2 separate regions of the Mus musculus genome follow, and region 2 is linked to region 1. The links are chromatin contacts, called in public HiChIP or PLAC-seq maps. All regions are on one chromosome and are shown on one strand. Each heading gives the region's core, a stretch centred on a gene start, on an enhancer-like site or on the middle of the called end of the contact. The rest is flanking DNA. Distances are from core to core; before and after follow the strand shown.

The links. HiChIP or PLAC-seq counts read pairs in DNA pulled down with a chosen protein or histone mark.
Region 2: an H3K27ac HiChIP or PLAC-seq map of the HPC-7 cell line shows a contact between it and region 1, with 5 times the contacts expected there. The contact joins two enhancer-like sites. A contact is called at or near these places in 1 of 15 datasets of contacts at CTCF or cohesin (the G1E-ER4 cell line), 6 of 484 Hi-C or Micro-C datasets (the HPC-7 cell line, the MNK3 cell line, forebrain and 3 more), 2 of 115 datasets of contacts at active chromatin or transcription factors (the HPC-7 cell line and neural progenitor cells) and 1 of 9 other capture datasets (embryonic stem cells).

The regions. Positions count from the first base shown.
Region 1 is chr5:75,760,356-75,763,866 of GRCm38.p6, reverse strand. No RefSeq gene overlaps it. Among named protein-coding and RNA genes, the nearest start is that of Gm32558, 87 kb to the right of the region's middle. Within about 2 kb of position 1,751, at least 17 of the 459 cell types and tissues checked have an H3K27ac peak or open chromatin away from gene starts, as enhancers often do. A contact at or near this core is called in the G1E-ER4 cell line, the HPC-7 cell line and pre-megakaryocyte-erythroid progenitors, where this site is marked.
Region 2 is chr5:75,824,963-75,828,473 of GRCm38.p6, reverse strand. No RefSeq gene overlaps it. Among named protein-coding and RNA genes, the nearest start is that of Gm32727, 150 kb to the left of the region's middle. Within about 2 kb of position 1,978, at least 70 of the 459 cell types and tissues checked have an H3K27ac peak or open chromatin away from gene starts, as enhancers often do. A contact at or near this core is called in the G1E-ER4 cell line, the HPC-7 cell line and pre-megakaryocyte-erythroid progenitors, where this site is marked.

The DNA of each region.
Region 1 (3,511 bases), core at 502-3,001:
CATGGGGAAAGGATGCTGAGCTGGACAAACCTTCTTTGTAATGTGAGGCCCAATCAATGAAAGCAAGAACAGCCCTTAATTGTCTAGTGGGTGCTCAATGAGAAACAGAACTAGAATTCCAGGATGGCAACCTTGGAGCCAGCCATGTTCCCATTGCTATTCAGAGAGGAGAGATTCTGAGTCCCAAGATGCTGTCATCGGTGGTTAAAATGCATTATAGAAATACTGTGATGAAAATAAGGACTGACAGGTAAGAGAGAACAAGAGGCCTAGAACAGGGACCATAGACCCTCTAATAGGTGTCATAGGTGACATAGGTGACATAGGAAAGAATCCTGTGTTCACCTCTCTCAGTGTCAGTGGAAAGACCTGCCTGCTTCTCCAATGGATGGCCGGGTTGATCTTTTGGTGAAGTTAAGCAGTTTGCTGGGTGACCTGCTGGCCCGATTTTAAACATCATAGCCCACCTTGGTTGTTACCAAGATGCCTGCCTGCCACAGGCAATGTCCAAGTGGAACATTAAGAAAATTTAGGAAATTAGCCTTCGAGACCTTTCAAGTTTGAGACAAAACCCAGATTTTTTTTATTAGTTGTCAAAAATACATTGATATCCCCAGGATCTCTGGAAAGGAATTTTATCCCCCTCTGTCTCCTACCAACGGAGCAGCCAAGCATTCCTGCAAATGCTGCTGCAATTTAAGACAGAGTCGTATTTAATTTTTTCCCATGCTTTCCATTTGACCTTGGCTCCTTCTTTCCCTAGAGAAAAATCCGAGATTCCTGCAGAATCCTCGAGTCTCTGGTGTAGCATTTCTCAGCCTTGCATTTTTTTTGTCTGTAACGCTGTGAGCTAGCCTTTCTTCTTCTCAATTAAAATATCCTTCAAGAGCTTTGCTTTCCAAGGCGTCCCCCACTGGAAAGCCTGTTTTGTATGGTGTGTATATATGTGTGTGCAGTGATACATAAATCTCCTCTCATACCTAACAACACAGTACTGCAAAAGAAACACCCAAATCCCAAAGTGTCTTCCCTCCCCAAAGAACTGGCTACAGGAGCCTTGCTCTCCCTGTTTAAAATCTTGCCCAGTTCAAAGCTATTGGCTATTGGGGCCAGGCAATGTGCTTGGAAATTCAGGTCACAGCTTGACACCCAGATGATGGAAAATGACATATTCAATAGGTTCTGAATAAGATGCAGTATTCAGTGCAGTGTATCTACTGGGCTCCAGCTCCTGCCCTCTGGAGATTGCATTATGCGTAGCTATCATCACCTCTTGCTGTTATGTATATCTCTTCCTGGCTCTTTGTCTAACACTTGGTTTCGCAGGATGCCATTCAGATGGTGACAGGGCGGTCTCCACAGTGGAAAGGGTTTCCCTCGCAAGTATAAAGGGTATAGGCTGCTCATAATTAGACCTGACAGTTATTAAAGTGTGCCGGTGTGCCTGTCTTTATTGAGAAGAATAATAGGCCCACGAGAGACAAGAAGATATCCTGCTACCTTTGGCTGGCCCACCAATGAGTCTGTGGCATTGCTTTGTAAGGGTTGCATTGGGAACCCAAGATCCCGGGGCTTCTGAGGCAAAGTACAGTTCTTCCATCTAAGAGCTTCAGGCAGCCAGGAGGGGAGGAGAAGGAGGCGGCAGGAGGAGGCAGCCACCGCCTCCACCAAACCCTTCTATAACACACCAATCCCTGTGGGCTCCTGACCCACTAACTTTTCCCCCTGGCCTCTTGTCATGTTATTCTCTATCTTATCTCCTGAGGTCCATTTCTTCCTGCCTGTCAGACTCCACCTTGATGGGCCTCTGCGCACTGTGCTCCCTCCACCCAGAATTCGCTTCCTTTTCTGTTAACTCTTGCTCACCCACATCTCAGCTCACAGGAAATTTCTGCTAGAAACAGACTTGGGATACAGGGGGTCTGGAGAAATGGCCTAGGGGGTTAAGTGCACTATTGCCCAATCATGAGGACTGGACTTTGGATCCAAGAACCCAGGGAAACGATCAGTGTGGCCCCTGACTTGTAGTACGCGTTCACGTACACATGTGAATATGTGTATGGAAGTCAGATATCAAAGTTAGGAGTATTCATCTATACCTTACGTTTTTGAGGTAGAGTCTCTTAGTACAAAGCTGCAGCTCCTGATTGGTTAGACTAACTGTCCAACAAGCCTCCCCAGTACTGAGACTATAAATGCATGCTATCTCAGGACTTCTTACACAGATGGGTGGGTTCTGAAGTCAGGCCACCAGGCTTGTATAACAAGACTGTTTTACTCTCTTACTCTCTTCCTTCCTTCCTTACTGAACCATCTTTCTGGCTCTTGAATTTGAGGCTTTAGAAGGGCAAGAACTTTGTTTTGTCTCTATATATTTAATAAATGTCAGATGAATAAATTTAACGAATGATTCATTGACTAAAGGGAAAAATTCAGGGAAATTGTGGAAGAAAACAATCAGATTCTAGTTTTCATTCAGGAGCCAGGAGCTAAAGCAGACACCTTTAGACTATAGGTTGAGGCACAGCATTTACATTGACTTCCTATAATTTTAAACTGCACTCCTGCTCTTGAAACCATCATTTGTAGTGTAAAATGACCTCTGCCCTGCTTCCAGTCTTCTCTGGCAATGGCACGCCTTGGCATTCCTCCACCCACCTCTCTGTCCAGACACATGGGGACTGAGCTTCCCTGTGTTCTAATGAAGGTGTCGTCCAGACAGTGTCATCATCTAGGCTCCATCAATGCAATCCTCATCAAAATTCCAACTCAATTCTTCAACGAATTAGAAAGGGCAATCTGCAAATTCATCTGGAATAACAAAAAAACCTAGAATAGCAAAAGCTCTTCTCAAGGATAAAAGAACCTCTGGTGGAATCACCATGCCTGACCTAAAGCTGTACTACAGAACAATTGTGATAAAAACTGCATGGTACTGGTATAGCGACAGACAAGTAGACGAATGGAATAGAATTGAAGACCCAGAAATGAACCCACACACCTATGGTCACTTGATCTTTGACAAGGAAGCAAAAACCATCCAGTGAAAAAAAAGACAGCATTTTCAACAAATGGTGCTGGCACAACTGGTGGTTATCATGTAGAAGAATATGAATTGATCCATTGCTATCTCCTTGTACTAAGGTCAAATCTAAGTGGATCAAGGAACTCCACATAAAACCAGAGACACAGGGGAACGCCAGGCCAAAAAGTGGGAATGGGTGGGTAGGGGAGGGGGGGAGGGTATGGGGGACTTTTGGGATAGCATTGGAAATGTAATTGAGGAAAATACCTAATTAAAAAAAAGAAAGGGTTTTTCAAAGAAACAAAAAGACAAGACTGGGGGAAAGGCCATCTAGAAATCAACCCCACATAGGGTTCCATCCCATCTGCAGAAACCAAACTCCACACTATTGCCTCTTTCTTGAGCCTGGTGTACCTGTTTCCCGAGATGTTCTACTAGCATCTGAAAAATACAGATTCAGATACTCACAGACAATCGGGGACCCCA
Region 2 (3,511 bases), core at 729-3,228, 64 kb before region 1:
TGTTCTGCTATGAGAAGACAGGATTAGGGTCCTCCTGCAAGGATGCAAATGGAGGTTACGGAAGCGCAAACCATGAAAGTTCACATTTGATGTCGGCAGTTCTGAACTTCAAATGACACTCAACAATGACCTTAGCTTCTCCAGCTAAATTCAGCTGCACAGATTCAGGCACAGAAGAGGCAGAGAATTACAACTAACCATCACTGGGTTTGTTTCCAAGTTCATAAAATGAAGCATAAGAGAGAGGTAAGGGATGGAGTGTCTATGCAGAGAACGTTTAGCCGTTGATCTTGGAGATCAAGCTGAGTCAGGAGGGAAATGGGGACCCAGCTGAGGTGAAGGCCCAGGTTATGGCTCATGTCTGTGGGGCTGGAGACTTGGAGGAAAAACACAGGCAAAGAGCTGGAAAGATAAGGATCCGGTGAGAGGGAGGGTGGTTGAGCTAAGCTCATAGCGGGTTATAGTGATGGAGAATGACGAACTGGAAGGTATGACAGAAGTGGAGAGCTGTGTCATGGGATGAGAAGACACTGAGATGCTGGGTAAGAAGAACATAATGAACAGAAATCAATGAGTGGGATCCAAGTTGGCACCCAAATGTGCAGGAATCTGCATTCAAGTGTAATATAATAAATTTTAATAGAAAGTTGGAAGTCAAAAATAAACATAAAAAAGAAAATGAAACTATATGTTATTCTCCTACGCACAAAAAGCCTCTCTCAATAACTGAGGATGTATCATCCCCGTGTGCCTTATATATGTGTGTCATACAAAAATGAGTCATTTTAGAACATCAGCGATTGAATGCTGTAGTATGGGCAGCTTTTCCCATTAATTAATATTCTTATATATTTATTTAATGACTATATAGGATGTTGCTTCAAACATACGCTAATTAGTCATCCAGTCCTATGATACAAAGTTTAAATTGGTTTCAGTTTTTACTGTTAGAAACAATAGGCGGATGAATGGGATTTCAGATGCCTTTGTACAGAGCTGTGACTGCTTATTCCTTGTGAAAAAGACTCTAGATTTATTGGGCAATTCCTCCCTCTGATGACCAAAGGGTATTCAGTATTTTGAGGCTTTTGGTACATACTGTTCTCTGGGCACCAAGCTGTCCTCTGAAAATATTTTACCAGTTTATAGCCATCTCAGTGGGATATGATAATGCTCAGGTCTCATATAATCTTTTTTTTTTTTTACCATGACCCCTAAAAAGGTATTTACTTTGGGAGATTGCTCAAATCCTTTCTGACTCTAGTCTGATGTTTCCACGGTGAGAATATGTGCTAGCATTTATTGGCTGTTGAGCCACAGGGCTAGAAGGCTTAACCTCCCATCAGAAGGCTTGGGGTGCCATTTTTAAATTGTTAGAAAGTTTTGTCCTAAAGCAGCACAGGATGGCAAAGTGGCTCCAGATGAAGGAAGAGGCTGCCAGCTATCTTGTCCTTAGGTGTTTTTTGTAGTGGCCCATCTTCCCTCCAGCTCGTACTTTCTCTGAGTATTGGTGTTCCTATTTCACAGACCATCATCCTTGCCGGCTCATTCTCAACACCCATGGACAGGAAGGTCACTCCAACAACAAACATGCTTGGATAGACTCTTCCTGCCTCCTGGCCCCTTCTTGCCAATTCAGCTCTTACTAGGAATTTGAGTTCTGCCTGTGCCTTTGTGGCCTGATATCTTCCATTTCACCTTAGATAACACTTAGTGAGCTGCTCTGTGGTTTATGGTGACACTCTCACGGTGGCACACCCATAATAATAGAAGCCCGCATATATACATTCTTCATTTCTCACGAGTCCTTCTCTCTTCTCCCTATCTGCATCTCTTGTCCAACCAACAGCATTTCCTTCTCGGTCTCCTCTCTAGAGAATTTTAAAAAGCTGTGGCTGTCGTCATCTTCCTGTGGCCACAACATGATTCACCGGCCAGTTAAGACGGTTTGACTCCAAGAGCAGAATAAACAAGAATCACTGATAAGGAGGGGGGAGGTTCCTCCTGTGACAGCACAGGGTTGCATAAGGCTCATTGTTCACCTTCAAAACAATGGCTTGTGATTGGAAAACAAAAAGAGACCATAAGAATGAACTAGCACCTGAATAAATGAAGTGATGTTTGAGAAAGCTCTGGCTTACGCAGACTGTTATCAGGGTATCCAGAAGTTGAGTCATGGTTTTCCCTTTTGCTAAGAGCTTGTTTGAAAGTGTCATTAGAACACCAATGAGTTTAAATAGAAGGAAAATGTTTTAGCTCCTTAGCACAATTGTTGTCCTTCAGAAGGGACTGAGAAGCAAAATCTGTGTCCAGACAATGAAATCTCACTCCAGTTGTTTAGTGCCAGATTAGGGTATCGTTTGTAGGGATAAGCCTGTATTTTTATATGCTGTTTCTCTAAGACTTCCATATGTGAACACACATGCACAGGTACTGGTTCAATTAACACGACATTATTTTTTTTAACAGACACATATGTACACCTAAAATGAGAGTTGTGTCTGTAAATGCTGTAGTCTTGTCCTAGAAAGAAGAACTTGCGTGAAGTGTGGGTTTTAGAGGGACTCTCTCTCTCCCCTCCCCTTGTTCTAAGTACAGGCTAGTGACTGTCATTAGTGCTGATCGTAGGAGCATGTGCCAAAGGGTGACAGAAGAGCAGTAATCCTTCATGTCAGCTGCTGGGTGTGATGCCACAGAGATGCAGGTCCTCCGAGGCTGCCAGGCTGCCTCCCTGCTCTGGGAAGTGGAAGCCAGTGATAAATGTCAATACACTTCCAATGGTTGGGAGTGAACCGGGCCTGTCTGGATCCTATGCAGGGGTGGCAGAGCTCAGGATCTAGCTGCCAGATGGCACTTAGGAACTAGGCACGTGGGATGCTTGGGGGAGGTTTTATTAGCAGAGACAAGTGGCCAGGCACCTCTGGGTGCCACCTTGTCCCCTCTAAGGACTCTCTTTCACTGCAGTGCACGTTCCAAGTTTCCTTTTAAATACCCATTAAGCACACATAAATACCCATTAAGCACACAACCATTCCCTTCCCCATTCCAGTGGCCGTGTTGAGATGCGACTGGAGAATATTGGATAAGGGGAATCACTGAAATAGGCAAGTGGATGCAGGGTGTCATGGAACAAAGCCTTGTTGCAGGGAGACCACCCCACTGTCAGAAGAAAGGATTTTTGTTATAGGTGGATTTTGTTTTGTTTTAGTGAGTGACAACATTTCTTTCGAAAGATATCGTCAGAGTGGAAAGGGAGATGTCGCTAGGACTCACTTCCTGACTCCCTGAAAGTGAGTCTGTGGGACAGCACTCAGCAGTACCAGAGAACAACAAACATACTTATTTTTCTTTCTGCTGAGTCAGGAAGAAAAATGCCTTTCCCACACTAAAACCCACCTTTGCGATTTTAGCTTCAATTTACAAAAGTGCCTCCTGTGGACTCGCTTCTCCTCCCAATCATAGAATCTGATGTAGAAATAGACCACAGATGGGGGTGGCCCCTGATTCTGAT